Regions from separate parts of the Zea mays genome. Here region 1 is linked to region 2. Evidence: chromatin contacts called from public Hi-C data. All regions are on one chromosome and are shown on one strand. The core of a region is the stretch at or near the end of the contact, and the rest is flanking DNA. Distances in the headings are between cores, read along the strand shown. Region 1 holds the start of LOC103633533 (ubiquitin carboxyl-terminal hydrolase 24). Region 2 holds the start of LOC103633530 (protein CHROMATIN REMODELING 5).

What was found. Hi-C and Micro-C count contacts between places; a contact is called where the count stands out from the background.
Region 1: a contact with region 2 is called in a Hi-C map of ear, with 2.4 times the contacts expected there. The contact joins the promoter of LOC103633533 here to the promoter of LOC103633530 in region 2. A contact is called at or near these places in 4 of 25 Hi-C or Micro-C datasets (ear and leaf).

Annotation. Positions count from the first base shown.
Region 1 is chr7:180,612,019-180,615,285 of Zm-B73-REFERENCE-NAM-5.0, reverse strand. LOC103633533 (ubiquitin carboxyl-terminal hydrolase 24) reads right to left here and starts at 1,785. Exons shown (of 7, transcript XM_020540745.3): 1 at 1,374-1,785; 2 at 151-849; 3 at 1-67. The coding sequence starts at 1,394.
Region 2 is chr7:180,373,769-180,377,053 of Zm-B73-REFERENCE-NAM-5.0, reverse strand. It overlaps LOC103633530 (protein CHROMATIN REMODELING 5), which reads left to right and starts at 1,957. Exons shown (of 31, transcript XM_020540744.1): 1 at 1,957-2,649; 2 at 3,083-3,285. The coding sequence starts at 3,133.

The DNA of each region.
Region 1 (3,267 bases), core at 536-3,035, 240 kb before region 2:
CTGACTCATCAGGCACATCCAATTGAGATATCAACTCAACAAATGCACTCAGAGTTGGGTAGCCAACCTAAAATGAACGAAATGGTCAGGAAAAAGGAAATCAAATAAGAGCCAAAATTGCATCAGACCAATTTAATTAGGTACATGTACCTTAGGTATCCTGCGGTTCCTCAAATCCTGTAAAAGGTAGACAAAAGGCGAGCATGAAAGCAATGCCTGCAAAGTTGCATTCAGAAAGCAAATATTTCCTGTGTTCCTCAAACCATGTGGAAGCAAGGGCATGTTCTGAGAGGCTTTCTTATTTAGGCTTGTGACTGCCTCTTCTGCTGGAGCAGCAACAATGTGTTTATCGACAATTGGACTACCATTTTCAGTAATTTCCCTTTCCTTATTTAACTTTCTGCTTTCAGTGGGTTTGGTGCCATCCTTATGCGTCTCCAACGTCATTTGCGGTGTTGGATTGCTGATGATTTTGACAGGTATAACTGGTGGGACAACAGCCTCTGTCTTCACATTCTCAAATAAACCATTGTTAGCAGGAACATTAACAGGAGGGCATCCATTAGCCAGAACTGGTCCACCGTTTGAAAGGCTTGACCCTGCAGCTTTCTTTTCATTATTGCATGCATTCTCCTTCGTGATGGCACTGGTTTCCCCTTTTGCTGATTTTGCAGGAAGAACAACACTTGAAGTAGATATTTTCTCTAAATTCAGCACTGACAAGTTCAGGGTGCCAAACTGGATCTCCGTCCGTTCACATTCTTTGCTGACACTTTTAGTTGGACTTTTGAGGGGCTGACCCTGTAACAACTTAGTCTCGTCCTCCGTAAAGGACCCAAACAACAACATCTGCATCATAGACAGAGCAACTAGATTAGAGAATCCGGTAACATGGGCAGATTTTATTGTTAATAAGTAACTTACGCAAAAAATCTACTGCATATCAAAACAGTTGTACTGAGAGCCGTTTGGAAAGGAGCTCTATACGTTTAAGAAAACTTTAATTTCAGCTCCCACATGCTTCACACACGCAATCCTTGGGAGCAAGAATAGTGTAAGCACTGATCAATGATCCAGATCCAAACGATCATCTAAACCAAATCGATGGTTCTGTACCATATGAATTAATTGCTTATGCATCCGATAATGGGCGTATGATTCATACACCCATCACCCATGGTAGCAATAGCATTTAATCGTCGTGCCAGGTACTACAAAACACCTCAATCCAATCAACTCGCCCGCGCCCCTAACCTTAAACCGCCCTGGCTCACTTTAATGCGCCACGCCATGGAGCCGGACAAGCAGTACAGACAGTTAAACCACGCAATTACGCCCAAATGACGATGTCAATGCAAGCACGCGGATAGTACCTTCTCGCCGCCGCTGCTCATCTCGGCTGCGGTGGGGAAGCCAATCGCTGGGCGCCGGAAGCGGTGGCTCGGGGGACCTCTTGGGAGCTCTTCTGCGACCGGGGGCAGAGGAAGCCGAGGTCGCAGGTAGGAGACATCAAAGGCGGCGGCGGCGGCGGGCGGCGCCGAGCGGGGTGGACAACCGCACGGCAGGGTCCGGTTCTGCGCCGGCGCTACGCTATCGGGTTGGGCGAAGGCCGGGGGCTGGGGGCCGGGGGGCGTGGTGTAGGGTTTGAGGAGGGTAGAGGCGAGGTGGGGCTGGAACTGGAAGCCTGGCTGCCTGGGTCTCGACTCTTGAGAGGAAGGAGGACGAGACGGGGGGTTGCTTGAATTGGTGCTATTGTCGAATGTCAATGCAGGTTGCGGCAGGCAGGCGGGCGGGCGATTCGTGGGCTTGGGCTGTATTATGTACGTGGGGCTTTTCTTTGCGGTTGATTCAACAAACTCGCTTTAAACTTCGAATCGCAGCTGTGCTAAAAAAGACCGTTCCTGAATCTGATTTTATGAATATTTATTAATTAAAAACATTCAAAATACTGTTTATTGTTCTATACCGAGTTTTGCCTTTTTACTTAAATTGTCAATAGATGTTTGACAAGATTATTAGCCCACACAAAAAAATCTTGACTTCTAGAAAATCTTGTCAAGTATTTTTTCTAATCTATATCTATATCTATATCTATATTATACTTAAAGCATCAGTTTCAACGGTCTATAGGTGGACAAACGGTGGTCCGGCACGGGCTAGACGCACGCGGGCTACAACTGTGGCCAGGCACTTCATGTCGGTCTACTGATTGTGTCGGGCCAACCCGTTAACCCGTCGGCTCATTTGATTAAATCAGCGTAAAATGTTAAAAAACGGTGCAGAAAGTGGAGTTCGAACTCATGTCCTGATAGAAGAAAGGCAAGAGACACTAGGTGAAGTTGTCTAACCAGTAGAACATCATGCTCAAATATTTTTAATATTTAATATAAATTGTCTATATGTATATACGTTTTTTGTAAAATAAAAATATATAATCGTGTCGGACTAGGCCAGCACTACGGGCCAAGTCTACAACTCAAGCACGACACGACTTTCTTGGCTCTTACCAGCATTAGGTCGTTTCTGAGACCACATTGACGCGATGGACTCCATGGTGTTTGAGGTTGCTGAATTGGATTGAGCAACAATGGTTTGTCACACTAACAGTAAAATGAAAGGTTATTTGTTGGTTTTAAACGTTAGTAATTGTTATGAAGTAGCATAATTTATATGGAGCGCATCCAGTTTTTATTGATGCCTGACTTTAGCAATCACTCCATATTTTGATCTATCTTTTTTATAAGTTTGATTTCATGTGACTTATTTTAGAAACTTGAGCTCACAAATTTTCTCTTATTTGGTATCTGTATGGTTGAATTATGTCATTTTATAATCTCTGTTCGTTCAGTCATTCATTGTGAATTCTCTTCTAATCGCTCACTCCATTGGCCGTGTTGTACCAAGACATATTGCATGGAGTAAATAATAACACCAGTTAGCCAAATCAAAAAATATATATTATATAGAGAGCGGAGACAATCAATAAAAAATCTTGATTTTTTATGGATAGTTTATGTGGGTATTGTTGTAAGCTATTGCAACGCACAGGCAACCGACTAGTTTTTTAATGACACAGTCGTTTTTTCAGTTGTCTACAGCAGCTTACCCATCACGTACTCATATTCAAACTATACTCTGCGAATAGTGCAGTTTACAAAGGACTCCAACGGTCAAACGCTCCAAACCCCAACGGGCGTGCTGACGTGGCACGCACCGGACTGTCTGGTGTGCCCATCGACATCAAACTCAGCCAACGGCTAGGAAGTA
Region 2 (3,285 bases), core at 708-3,207:
ACATAGAACAATTTGCAGTTCAAAATGTCTAATTTAGACGCGGTAATACAACTTAGAACTGAATTTACATAACATAAAAACTAGAAATTTTAAATGATAAACATGCCATTTTTGGACCATTTGGGCGGCCCAGGCGCCAGCCAGGCCAGGCGGCCTAGGCGTCAGCCAAAGGCCGGAGTGGCCCATGCGGCCAACAGGTGCCCCTCGCGTCCTTTAAAGGGGAGGCGGTTAGACTGTCTCTATTAACGTCCTCTAAATTTCGTCCTCTAAAGGAATATTCTCTGTCCTTTACAACACTCTCTAAAAGATTCCGTCCTCTATATATTCTGCATCTCCAACAACGTTCCCTAAATTCGGTCCTCTATATCTACAACGTTGACAGAATTTACAAACTATCATATTTATTCTATCTTTTGCATGTAATTTGAATTTGTCCTAACGTACTTAATTAAAAAAACCTAATTAACATTTATCACTACGTCAATTGTTTGAGTGTATATACTAATTAAAAACAAATAACAAGCCGTATGTTCATGTTTTTTGGCTGTTTCCGTTTGCTTGTCCTCCACCTAGTTTTTTTCTTTGGCCGAACACGCTACAACCTACTACACCAGACCAAGCCGTCGCTCCTCGATTCCAATCATGGCCGCCGCCGCTCCTCAGATCTCTGTCCATGGCCAGCGCCACCTTCACTCGGCCTCCTGCTACAAACGCCGCCGCCTCTCCACCCAACGACGTCTGCCGGCTGCTTTCTCCAACCAAGCCCAAGAAATCGATGCTCGCGTTTGGCCGGATGAAGCGACACCATGCGCTGCTGGTCGACGACGCCATGCTCCACGGTCATCGCTACCGCCGTTGCCACCTCCCAAGTCCACGCTCGATTTCACAGAAAGGACAGATAGCGGACACACAGTGAATCGCTGAGAATAGCGTGTACGAACATCGTCCGGTACTTTAGCGACTGGTTTACCGTTCGTTGCTGGAGGATGTAGCGAACGCTTGGATCGCTAAATTTAGCGTACAAGAGTGTATAGAGTTTGTTGCTGGAGACAGCCTTAGGGTTACCCATGCCCAGTCGCTGCCGCCACCAGGGCGGTTTGCCCAGCCGCCACGTCTTTGCGCCGACCGCGCCCGCATTGGGACCAGCCGCGCCCTGGTCGGGCTCTCGCGCCGCGCCCGAGCGGGCAGCCACGCCGCATCCGAGCAGGCGCCCAGGCCGCGTCCAAGCAGACCGAGGCGACAACCAGGATCCAGATGGCCGGAGCCGGCCGCGCCCGTGCCTGGGAGCCGCTGCACACGCCGACGGGGTCGCTCGGGGCTCACCCGTGGCCGAGCACGCGCCTGGGAGGCTGTAGGCCTCGTGCCACGCCCCTGGCAGGGAGGTCGCAGGCCCTGTGCGGGAGCCCCATGACCCTTGTACAGTCAGTCCCATCACGTAGGGTGCTGCGGTTGGCCGAGGCGCGCTGCCCTGCGCGTGGCCTTGCCGTTGATGGCCCACACCGCCCTTGTGCGGGGGCCGAGGCTGGTTCGCGCTGGGCCGTGCCATCACAACGCCCTCTGGTTGTACAATTGTAGCCACTGATGGCATTTTTTCCAACAACGAATATAGAGAGGAATGGTAGGTTCCATACCTTCAACCTTCTTCAACTACGAGTGATCTGTTGTCTTCTTCCTTGATTTTGCGAGCAGTGCTGATAACGTGTTAGATTGTGTTAGATGTCAGTGATAGCGAGATTGAGACAAATAACAGAGACCATGATAGATAATGACAGTTTATTATTTATTCCAAAGGGTGTGTCCCTGGGTGAGAAGCAACATTGCAACAAACAAAAACCATGGAGCCGTGAACCCTCCAGAAATTACGAACGCCGCGTGGCACACCAACGCACGTCGCGACACCCACGAGGATGGCAGTCACTGACAATATATCCCCACCCCCACCACGATCCCGACCCCACACGCCATCGAGAGAAAGCACCAGTGACGGGGCGCCGCCGAGGCGGACGGCTCCCACACGGCCACACCCCACATATACGCGTCGCTTACTGGTTGGTCCCACCAACGAATTCAGAGGCGTCCAGAGACGAGCAAGCGAGCCCCGAAATACTCTGTTACAAGCCCCAACGCGACCGAGACAAATACACAAGCGAAAAGGCGAGAGCCGGAGAGAGAGAGACATACAGAGAGAGGGGAAAAAACTTATCTGCCCTTCCTAATCGCCCTTACCCCCTTGTGTTAGATAACCACCCCTCTCCCTTGCGCGCCGCCGCCGCCGCCGCCGCGCCTCCCCGCCGGGAGCCCGTCTCCGGCGATCGCCGCCGTCTAGCCCCCCTCCTGTCCCCGCCTTCGATCCGAATCCTAGACGAAAAATCGTGGAAAATACCGCAAAAAATCGCGGAAATTCGCCCGGTTCTGTTTGAATAAATCGCACGGGCGTTGCGCCCCGCCCCTCTCGCTCCCCTCCCGCCGCCAGCCCCGCGGCCGCCGGCGACGGCGATCGCGCAGACAAATAGGCGCCCGCGTCGAGCCAGAAAAACCCGCCTCGTGCCGGTCCGAGCATTCGTCTCTGTCGTGGGGACTGAGCACCCGTTGCCTGTCCCCGCCCGCCTGCCCGCCGCCTCCTGCTCCTCTCGTCGGCCGCGGCACAAGGTGCGTCCCCTTGCCACCTCGCGGCTTTTTGTGGCAGTGGTTGGTTCCGAGGCATGTGCCCGCGTGATGTGGCACCGGTTTCGAGCGCCGCCCGCCCGATCCGCGCCGCCGGCTGCTCGATCTGGCCGCCGCACGCGTCGATCTGCGTGGCCGCGCGTCAAGCGTTTGGGATTTAGGGTTTCAGAGTTCAGCTTGATTCTACGCACCCGAGGCTGCTCACCGGTGTATCTCTGCTTCTGCTGATCGATTTTGATTAGAGCTGGGCTCGAGTCACGTCCCTCACCTGAAAATTTTAATCCATTTGGCATTCAAATGATCACCCCTAACAAAAAGCATTAGAAATTGATTAGATTCTAGTTGGATTGCCCTCTTTATGGCACGGCATATTGATCACTGGCCACGTTCTGAATTGACTTCGTTGCATGAACTGCAGGAGTGATACTGAGCCTGTGAGAGGTATTCCATATAATGCCATAATCTGGGATGGCATTCTTCAGCAACTCCGGGAGCAAGGCTGATTCAGGAGGGTACAACCTGAATGAAAAGGCCGAAGATGAGGGCATCTACGAGTCAGTTCAGGATGGGAATGTTGACCTGAGTTCTAGGCAGTGGAACTTAAATGAGAAAGCAGATGAT